Regions from separate parts of the Mus musculus genome. Here region 2 is linked to region 1. The links are chromatin contacts, called in public HiChIP or PLAC-seq maps. All regions are on one chromosome and are shown on one strand. Each heading gives the region's core, a stretch centred on a gene start, on an enhancer-like site or on the middle of the called end of the contact. The rest is flanking DNA. Distances are from core to core; before and after follow the strand shown.

Evidence for each region. HiChIP or PLAC-seq counts read pairs in DNA pulled down with a chosen protein or histone mark.
Region 2: a contact with region 1 is called in an H3K4me3 HiChIP or PLAC-seq map of bone marrow-derived macrophages, with 8 times the contacts expected there. The contact joins two enhancer-like sites. A contact is called at or near these places in 10 of 39 promoter capture datasets (3T3-L1-derived adipocytes, the HPC-7 cell line, HPC-7-derived erythroid cells and 8 more), 1 of 15 datasets of contacts at CTCF or cohesin (large pre-B cells), 1 of 484 Hi-C or Micro-C datasets (embryonic fibroblasts), 1 of 115 datasets of contacts at active chromatin or transcription factors (bone marrow-derived macrophages) and 2 of 9 other capture datasets (adipose tissue and liver).

What each region holds. Positions count from the first base shown.
Region 1 is chr8:68,375,320-68,380,441 of GRCm38.p6, reverse strand. All of the region lies in intron 6 of Csgalnact1 (chondroitin sulfate N-acetylgalactosaminyltransferase 1), which reads left to right. 1700125H03Rik (RIKEN cDNA 1700125H03 gene) reads right to left here. Exons shown (of 4, transcript NR_038181.1): 4 at 4,732-5,008. Among named protein-coding and RNA genes, the nearest start is that of 1700125H03Rik, 9.4 kb to the right of the region's middle. Within about 2 kb of position 2,316, at least 13 of the 459 cell types and tissues checked have an H3K27ac peak or open chromatin away from gene starts, as enhancers often do. A contact at or near this core is called in the HPC-7 cell line and bone marrow-derived macrophages, where this site is marked.
Region 2 is chr8:68,820,700-68,825,631 of GRCm38.p6, reverse strand. Ints10 (integrator complex subunit 10) reads right to left here. Exons shown (of 17, transcript NM_027590.4): 15 at 4,815-4,932; 16 at 3,382-3,475. Among named protein-coding and RNA genes, the nearest start is that of Ints10, 29 kb to the right of the region's middle. Within about 2 kb of position 2,726, at least 64 of the 459 cell types and tissues checked have an H3K27ac peak or open chromatin away from gene starts, as enhancers often do. A contact at or near this core is called in the HPC-7 cell line and bone marrow-derived macrophages, where this site is marked.

The DNA.
Region 1 (5,122 bases), core at 1,067-3,566:
AATGTCCATTGTCTGACAAACAAAAAACAAATACTAAAAAATGAAACCTGAAATATCCATACAATGAAATACTATTCAGCTATAATAGGCAGTAAAGTAGCATGCTATGATATGTGCAGGGACCCAAACCCAGGTCCTTTGCAAGAGCAGTAAGGGCTCTTAATGGCTGAGATGTTGTTCCAGTCTCTCAACCTCTGTCTTATATTCCTCCTGCAGCCCATGCAGGGTGGATTACTTTCTCCTTTTTCAATGGCATTGAATACCAAATCCATTGCTTACTCCAGACCAAAAAAAAAAAAAAAAAGAGCCAGCACAGGGTCGATTATATGACAGACACCATGCTGGGCCAGCTGGATCTAGGCTTTTTGAGGGATTATCCAGATGTCAGTGTCCATATGGGCAATGTGTGGGTCAGGCAAGCATACCTCATGGCAGAGACAGAGAAAGGAGCCAGGAGTCGTCGGTTCATGCTTTAGAGAGTAAGGAAAGACTAAAAGGGCCGAGTCTGTGCATTGAGCTCTGTATTACTTATTTCCATGTAGTAAAACATCGTGACCAAAAGCAGTATGGAAAAGAGTTTTATTTTACTTTATGGTTTTTATAGGGTTAGAGTACTTGATGGTAGGGGAGGGATGGCAGTGGAGAGTTGAAGCAGAGACTTTTCACTCTTCAACCAGACCATGGAAACAAAAACAAATTGGAAGCAGGGAAAGGCTATGAACTCTCAAATCCTGTCCCCTAAGTGACAGACAGACTTCTCCCAGTGAGGCTGCATAATCTTACCATCTGCTGATGGCTAAGTGCTTAAACACATGAGCCCACGGGGGGCAAGGGGGGGGACAATTCTCATTCAAACCACCACAAGTACATGAAGGAAACCAGCAGTGAGGAATGAAGGAATGTGTTCCCCTGCACATCACAGCCTTGCAGCTATGCTCCAGATTCTGTGTGTTGGCTCTCCCACACTTACAAATAGAACCATGGCTACTATCTGTCTCATGGGCCAGGGTTCCTTGAGTGGGAAGGAAGCCGCACTTCCTTCTTCACCTCCTTCCCAACCCTGCCCAAGGCCTCGGCACTGTGTTCTTGTGCCCGCTCTTCATTTTCCTGTGAAAACTGTATGGCAAGACCTCCTCCTGGATTTTGCTCTCTTGGTGTTTTTCTGTATATCAGCAAATTTGTTTAGTGTCTGCCAAAGCAGACTTTGCTTTTCCCACTCAAAATAAAACAAAACGTGCATGCATACACTACAAAAGGAAAGAACATAAAAGATAAAGCAACCCCTTTTTTTGGCCTAAGAGGGTCCATCCTAATGAGCAGTGCTCTGCCCTGCTACTCAAGATTCAAATGCTTCCATCTTCTCTTCTGAATGAACAGAGCTACAAAGTTGCAAGAAATTTTAGGTTTAGTAGAAAGGAATACCTGAGTTCCCTATAGAAACTCACAAAAACCAACTTGTAGAAGCTCAGAGTGTTGAGAATTTAAAATTTATAATTGAAAATGCTTACAGAAAAAAAAAAAACAGGGATGATTGTATGTTTAGTTTTCAATTATTCAATGCATTCAAATGTCTTCATTTGACAGTAAAGCCCATAAAACATTTTGATATTTAGGGTTACACGGGGTAAGGGTTTAAACTACACATCTTCTATAATCCTAGATTCTATTCAAAATTTTAAGGTTTTTTTTTTAAATAAAGGGAAGTGTCACATTAAGACAATTTCTTTACACTTGTGAGAAAATGTCTGTATTAGAACCAACCTTACAAGACAGCAAGGTCTTTTATCACTTTTAATCTTCTCATTTGGAGAAATAAATGCAAGGCAATTAGGGGAATTAAAAGCGGCAGAAGCAATGGGTTTCTCAGGTCATCATAACCTCTACAAAAATGACTGCATGAAACCGAGAGGTCCCCATGCAGTAGTAGACTTATATCAAAGAAAGGAACCGAGTGGGAAATTCAAGCATTTTGTCAATTATTAAGAAATACAAGATGTAATTAGGAATAAATCATGAATCCTTTTGTGTGTCTATAATAGAAATTTACGTACTAGGGAGATGGAGAGCCCTCATTTTACCACGCTTAGTGCCTGTTTCTTGCTCTGCCACAACTGTAGGCATGTCATCAAATATATTGTTTCATTGTGAGAGTAAATTAAATATTTCAAAACACGTTGCATGCTATTTTCTCAGCTTGGTTTTCTCTTACTCATTTTCCTCCTGGTTAGAACTTCCTGGTTAGCATTTGAGGGTGCTGAACTCCCCTTGTAGGAAAAGCTCTTTCCAGACAGCAAGTTCTTCAGGAAGTACCAGGAGAGCCTTAGTCATTTCTGCTTACTCATCTCTTGCTGTGCAGAGTGTTTTTAGTCTCTCCTTTGTCCCTCTGTGTGCCACTTATGAGCCAGAACTGGATAGTTTCTGAAGGGAGGAGGGGTGTGGAGTTGCTTCCTTGAAAGGATCTTAACCTGCTAAAGCCTCTTGTTCATTGGAGTGCTCGATACAATAGGGTATCAAGATACAAGGATGACTGGGGCAGGACTCTATAGCATGCCCACAGAGGTCTCTCTAGTTTGCAGAGAGGTGCTTGAAAGGCACGAAAAGAGCTCTTTCACAGAAAGATATGAAGACAGTATCTACTGGGAAAGGATCACAAGAAGAAACGTGGTCCCAGTCATGTGCATACCTTTTTGATTTATCTGTCATGAGCATCTACTGGCTTGTCACCAGAGTTGAGCAGGTGGCCAGCAGACCTGCATGCCTGCATGTGGACTCCGTGATCTACATTCATGACCATAGGGTTTCTCAGGTGGAGAATGAATAATGAACTTTGAGGTCTTGCTATCCTGGCAGTCAAGGGGTACCCATAGGTAGATGACAGAGGCAGCACTATCCTTTCCGGGCCATTGCTGAGTTTAACCCCACCCTGCTTTATTTGGGTACATGAGTCCCACTGATCAGGACCTGGTGAGCTAGCAGGGCTTCAGAGGAGGCCAGAGGAAAGTTGTCCCTGGGTTGCCATGCTCAAGGTAGATGAGTGGGCCAGGAAGGACTGTAGAGGACAGAGTTCTGTGGGGCATGGGCACAAGCTGCTGGGCTTCATGTATCATTGCCCCAGTACTACCCACTGTGTAAGCAATGCACATACAGAGATGTCCTCCTGGGGCTCTCAGTGTATACTGGAGACTGCTTGTGATCCGCATTGGGAATGGGGAGTGCCCTGGAAATCACAGGGAATACCTTATCTTGTAGAAAGCATTTGTGAAAAGGAAAAAGCAAATTGCTGCTGTGTGAAGTTGGACAAAGCGTTTCTCTGGACCTAGTTTCCAGAATAATTTTTCTATAGAAGCAACACATTCAGGCAGAGAGGCAAACATTCAACGGCTTTTTCTAATCTTTCAAATAAATTAAGGTCATCTCAAGCACTAGTGCCATGGATGTCCGTCCTCGTTTTCCAAAGGCTGTCATGCAAGCCCCAGCCCCTCCCCTTGCTTCTGATGCTTTGGAGCAGATGAAGGTGTTTATTGGGGCAAGCAGCTTGAGCCGGGGTGTGAAGAGTTTTTGCACAGAAAAAGGCAGATTTATTTGTGTGTTGGGCAGGCAGATGAGTCGGATTCCTGATTCCCTCTTAAACTCTGTAGCATCCAGCCGTTCTCTACCTCCTTGCTTTGGGTTTGCCATTGTATCTCTTATAGGCTGTTGTGTCTTTAACACAGTTAGCTCAGGCGTTCATACCACTCACCTTGCATTCTTCTGCTCAATGTGACTTGACTTCAGGAAGTATCTACACAGGTTGACTGCAAGCTATCCCAGGCTAAGGTATTACTGTCCCTGCGCTTCCGATGTAACACTGAAGAAGGCGTGCCTCTTGCCTTAGGAAAGGTTGCTTGGGACATGTTCATGCAGAAGAGAAGCATGTTTAAGCCAAGTGTGGGGCACATTCCTGTAACCCCACACCTTAGGTGGAAGGCAGATTCTCAGTTTGAGCCTAGCCTAGTCTACATAACATGATCCTATCTCATTAAACCTAATAAATAAATAAGCTTTTATATTTAAAACCTTTCATGATAAAATTTAAAAATCCCCTTAGGAGAGTTATCTTTTAAATTATGAGTCAGATACAATCTGAAGGAGCTCTGTGTTTTGAAATGATAACTTTCCTACTCTGTAAAGGAGATAACAAATACCCCTGTGGTTCAGGAGACATGATTTCAGAGGGTATAACAACTGAAACAATTGAACAAGATAGACCCTGAATCAGGCATCCAGGAGAACTGGCTGGAAAGTCCCCTAGGTGAACAGGTGAAATCCAGACCTCCCTGTCAGGTAAAGTTTCCCTTGGCAGCTAAACAAACATGTCAGGAGGACATGGGCTCTGGCGACTTACAGCGTAGCTAAAGAAACCTCTAGGAGCTCGAGGCTGCCTTCCAGGTCCTCCCAGCACCTGTGTGTTTATGGAAACAGAGTTGGATTTTTTTTCTTAACTAGTGCCAGCTGTAATTCTGAAAAGGATTGGAACATAGTCTCTGTGCTAATCAAAGAAACAGGGCTGGAGCCACCCCCACCCCACCACCACCCTCTGAGCAAAGGATTGCAGATAAGACTCTAAAGGAGTAGTGGAAATCACAAGGCTGAAGTAAGTGAAGACTCAGTCGAGGGGCATGTCAGAGCTGAAGGGGCCGTGAAATTAGGTCAAGAGGTTTTGGAGAAAGGTGGCAGAGGCAAGAGACTTGATCCAAATAAGTTAGAAGTACAGTGAGAGCTAGAAGCACTCTAACTTCTATTCATAAATCTGGTTTCGCACATATTCATAGACATCCAGTGTGCACATGGTAGGGAGCAGGCACAGTTGCAGGCCCTGGATTCTGGATTTCTGGTTCAAAGAGCATGGTTTTCACATCGTTCACCTGGATCTTAGGTTGTCTGTCCTGTTGGTCCTGTCTGCAGTAATACCGAGACTAGGCTGGGCCCATAGATTTCCAAGATAAAACACCAAAGCTTCCTTTGAGATCTGAAAGAAGACAGTCAGTCACAGAAGAGTAGTGAAACTGGTTGTTGTGATCAAATCCCCAGATCCTCGCACCACTTGGTGTGTGAAAAGCTTAGGACTTAACTGCTTTGTGTT
Region 2 (4,932 bases), core at 1,477-3,976, 440 kb before region 1:
GCTTACGTACTAAATACTGCCAGTTCAGAAAGGAAAGGTCTGAAACTCTAAGGCAGGGAAAGACTGTGTGAATGTCTACGTAGAACAAAAAAAGTCCTGATCATTAATATGGAAATCTACAATAAAAATTTACTTGTGGCACATGTGTGTCAAGGTCCTTGAATACCCATGACCCAAACCCTTGCATTTTATTACAACAGAGTCGCAGCCTAGCGCGTCCTCTAACACTCACTCAGTCTAAGACAGTTTTACCAAACAGGTTTCCCTCCCCAGATCCAGAATGATTTTTAAATTCAACACAAACACACTGGCAACTCATGGAAAAAAAATTAAACATGTTACAATATTTACAACCAGATGGTTTGCCGAGGGATGCAGAACAAATTAAAAACAAATAAATAAAGCATGAAAAAGAGCACCGAGGGACAAAGAGCTGAAAACCATGGGCGGGAAAACATGTGACAAACAGCACACTATGAGCAGGTGTTTTTCCACTTGGTACCTGTCAGCAGTCTGTATGCTGGGCTGAAGCACAGGTAAGAATTCCTGCTGCAGCAACCCCATGGGAGGGCTAGAAGGCCTTTAAAAAACAGCAAACAGCAGCATTCAAACACCCACACCAGCTCACCCTGCACTGCAAAACAACACTCCAGAGAAGATACACGAGACTGGAAGCGGACTGTACAGAAACTTTAACCTCCACAAGCCCCTGGCCGTGGCATGTCTTCAAGGGACTGGGAGAAGCTGAGGGCCCCACCGCACCCACTGCTGGTGCCAGTCTAGAGGCGTCTTGGCTGCTGGTCCCAGAGCTCTGCCCACTTGTGATAAATCAGTGAGGAGGGGGGAGTGGGGGAGGGTAACTTCTGAGAAGGTCTGATTCAAAATCCAGCCTCCTTCATTCACTCTTCTCATGCCCACGCATCCCAGAATTATACCTGGAGATGCCAGCTAGCCACCTCTGGCAGGACTGAGGCCCTGAACTGAAAGGCCCTCCTAAAAAGGGCTCAGAAGGGCTGGCAATGCTTTCAGTAAAGAAAGGGTGAGCTTCAGATTTCGGGGGGGGGGGGGCAAGGCTGGGACCCATGGTTTTGCAGAATTCTGTAATAAAAATTTAGCACATTAGCTGGTAGTCACCCCAGAGAATATCTTTTTTTTTTTTCCATTTTGATCCAGTCTAATGCAACTATGGTACTGTGAATATCAGCATAGAAACATTTCTCTGATTTAACACAAATTAGAACAACATATCTATACAACAAATGAAGAACTGATGCCTCCTTGTGGCCTGGCACCAAGTGCCTGGTGTTTGTACTGTACCTGCTTGCATCCGAGATGCTACAACTAGGACGGACTCACAACCTTACCCCAAGGGGAGGAGAGGTACACTGCTCACAACATCTCTGCCACTCATCTGGAGGGACCACCCAAAAGGTCTGCAATGGCTTCAGAGAATTTGTTTGGAACCCAAAGGGAAAAGGAATATAGATAGTTTTATTCAAGAGTCTAATCACACCTCATTCAGTCAAAGCTCTGTCTTATGCAGTTTGATTCTCTTGGTGTCACTTAGGTAGAGATTATCTAAAATACAGATTTCAAATTCATATTGAGACCTCACAGAGAACATTCCTACAAGGTCAGATCGCTAGTTAATAATCCCTAGTCCTTTGTCCAAGCCAAGTCAACCATGGGTTTTTAGGAGGCTTATCTCCTATAGAAAGTTCAAGGAAATTTTGGTTGATCAAAGTGGGAGAGCCTTGGAAAGCAAGACAGAGGCCTCCTTGTACAAATAACTTTTCCAGTGACATTATCTGGGCAGTTGATATGTCCTCATTTTAAATTCCAAGTCTTAGGGACTATTTGCAGGTTGACACTGTTCAAACCAAGAGAATATGGGGACAGTGCAAAGGCCCAGTACAGTGAGGCTGGAGTTGAGGTCTGTAGAGTCATTCCCTCACTCTACCTCAGACATTCTCTTAGTCACGAGGCAATCCTCTGCAGATCGACTCGTGGTAGGGACAGTTGGGCTCTAGGACCATTCACAGTATGGCATTTTGAATCGTGGCTTATTGTTGAACTAAAAAACCTTGCTAAAGATATGCCAGCATAGTCAATTTCAGAACCTAGAAGTCCCCACAGAATAGGGGTTACCTGGGCTTCCATATATAGAAGCAACCTGTTCTTAAATGTGGTCAACAACACTTGGAACCATGCAGTTATGTCCCCCATCACTTTGGTTCATAATCAAAGTAGTAAATGGACAAGGGGAGAGGACAGTGTCTAGGACAACCTGACTACACAATCTCATCTACAAAGGTCCTCATATACTCCTAAGCATTTCCTTCGTTCCTTATAGGAACTGTTTAAGGCATGCAATATCATTTACAGGATGGGGAGGGGAGCTCCCATTCTTCTTTCTGCTCTTTAGGACAGATTCTACTGGGCCCTACTCTTGCTAAGATGCAATAAGGAAGGGATTGCTCACTATGGGACAAATTCCTTAGTTACAGAAACCCAACATAAGCATTTCTTTCTTACCTCTATCCTCCAACACCCCTAAGACTCTACAAAGACAGAGCAAAGGAAGGACTTTTGCTTTCAATAATTAAAAACTTGCTTCTGCCAAAACGGAGGGACAAAGCAGGTTTCCAGTCTCAGCAATGCACTCTTCCTGTTCTGGGCCGTCTCTTGTTGTAACTCTGACACTGACTTACAAACACAGAGTATGCAGGAAGTAAAGAAGGAAGTAAGCATGTGGCGCTTACAGTGGGGAGGATCTATTAGCCAAACTGCAGTGCGGACCGAGGAGAGAAGCAGGATTTATGAGCTAGTTAAACATCATGAGTGGTCACTAACTTGATCTTTTCATCTAAGATAACCTGGGTTTCTGTAGTAGCTTAAGGGTTCAGGGGCCACACTGGGGATGCACGTCCAGGGCCATTTTTGGGGAGCAGGTGTGTTTTAGAGGCACTAGAACCAGCTAATTTGCTTTGACTGCACAAGCAATGAGGAAGCTCAGAGAAGCTTAAGACAGTTTCTAAATAGAACCTGTAGATCCTCCCAATCCAGTACAATGTCAAGCACAGCTGCTTTCAATTAAATCAGAAATGAGTACTAAATTTTGGAAAGGAAAAGACATATAGAAATTTCTATCTAGTAAAAAATTTCCAAAGTAACAAAAATATCCCAATTTAAGCAACACTTTTCCCGCAGAAATGCACTAAGAAATGCATATCTTTAAGACACCCAGAACAAGTAGACCCTTGAAAACTGAGACCAGTTTGGAATCCTTTCCATTAAATTTCTGAAAGGTACAGAAATTTACAAATAGGTCATGCAGCACATGAAAGGCGAGCTTCGAAGAACAAAAGATCATCTGCTTACTTGATCAGCATTCCTTGATTTGGGAGTAATTCCAGATGAATCTTCCCTCCTTCTTGGGTTCTTAAATAAGCAAATTCCTCCAGCATATCAATGTCTGCAGGTCACATTCAGGTCAACCAACAGGTAACATGTTGCCCTGTTCTCCCAGGCGAAGAAACAGCTCTCAGCAGATAAAGAGCCTGCTTACCACCCTCCAACTAAGAACCACAGTCGGTTCCTGATCCAGATGCTGACTTTTACGTTAACCAAACTGCCCTATGGAAAGAAGCTCGTTGCACAAGAGGTGCCAGGCTGGGGTGGTAATGTCACTCAGCGACACGGGCGAGACTCATGCCTTGGGTGGACTGCATGAGCTCAAGCTTCAGACAAGCAAACTGGAAAGCATTAGCACATGGTCTCCCTGGAGAGACAAGCAAACGGATTCCACAGGGCCACCCGAGCCATTTCTTAGTTAAAATGACAAAAGCTAGCAGATAGGACGAATTGGGAGGATATTTGATGACAGAATGAGTTAGACAAAAAAAGATTATTTCTTCAGACCCAGCAGACAAGGTCTTCTGAGAATCCAGAGAACTCCATGCACAGTGTTAGATGGTGCATTCTTCTGGGGGAAAGTTATGTAACTTTCATTAGTCTTTAAAAAAAAAAATACTGGGGCTGGCGAGATGGCTCAGTGGTTAAGAGCGCCGACTGCTCTTCCGAAGGTCCCGAGTTCAAATCCCAGCAACCACATGGTGGCTCACAACCATCCGTAACGAAATCTGATGCCCTCTTCTGGAGTATCTGAGGATAGCTACAGTGTACTTACATATAATAAATAAATAAATCTTTAAAAAAAAAAATACTAAAAACCGCTGATCAGGCACTGGGAAATATGTAGTACACACATCCTACAACTTGAGAGGTTGTACTATGCAAAGCAAAGAAATGAAAGCAACCAAACCAGTGTTTGGTGTTGCCTCCATTCAAAGGCTGTCTTCCCTTCCAAGCATGCGAAGTCAAGTGCTGCCCGACTTAGAACTCTGCCTCATTCGCTTAACCTTTGGCAGCTCTGGTGGTGCAGGCCCAGTGCTAACACCTGATCCCAAAGGCAGCCTCTGTCCCAGGGGAGACCACTGGGATACTCTTTCCACAGAAAAAAAGCCGAGGTCTATGCTAAACCAACTGCTCTGGGCTGGCCAGAGGCTATTTTAACTGTGGGCATCTTGGCTGCCTTCTTGGGAGGAACAACAAACAGGCCCTGACTGTCCTGACTCCTTGAATTGTAGCTTTAAACTTCATTTGACTTTTACAAAGCAACTGCCACAGCTCCATTTCTAACTCTTACTCCTTCTTTCCCCACAAATAGTAAAAGCTCAACGGGTCCTAGTGGACAATGCCCCTGTGCTAAACATTCAAAAGCCACCGAGCTTATTTGTCCAGACGAAGGATACTTGTAACATAGCTGAAGAAGTTCTCATACTGGAAATTTCCTTGCTGGCAAATCTTACTGATGGCTTTCAGGAAAAGGTTCTCTCCCCGTGGCCACTCCTGCTGGAGCAGTACAATCAC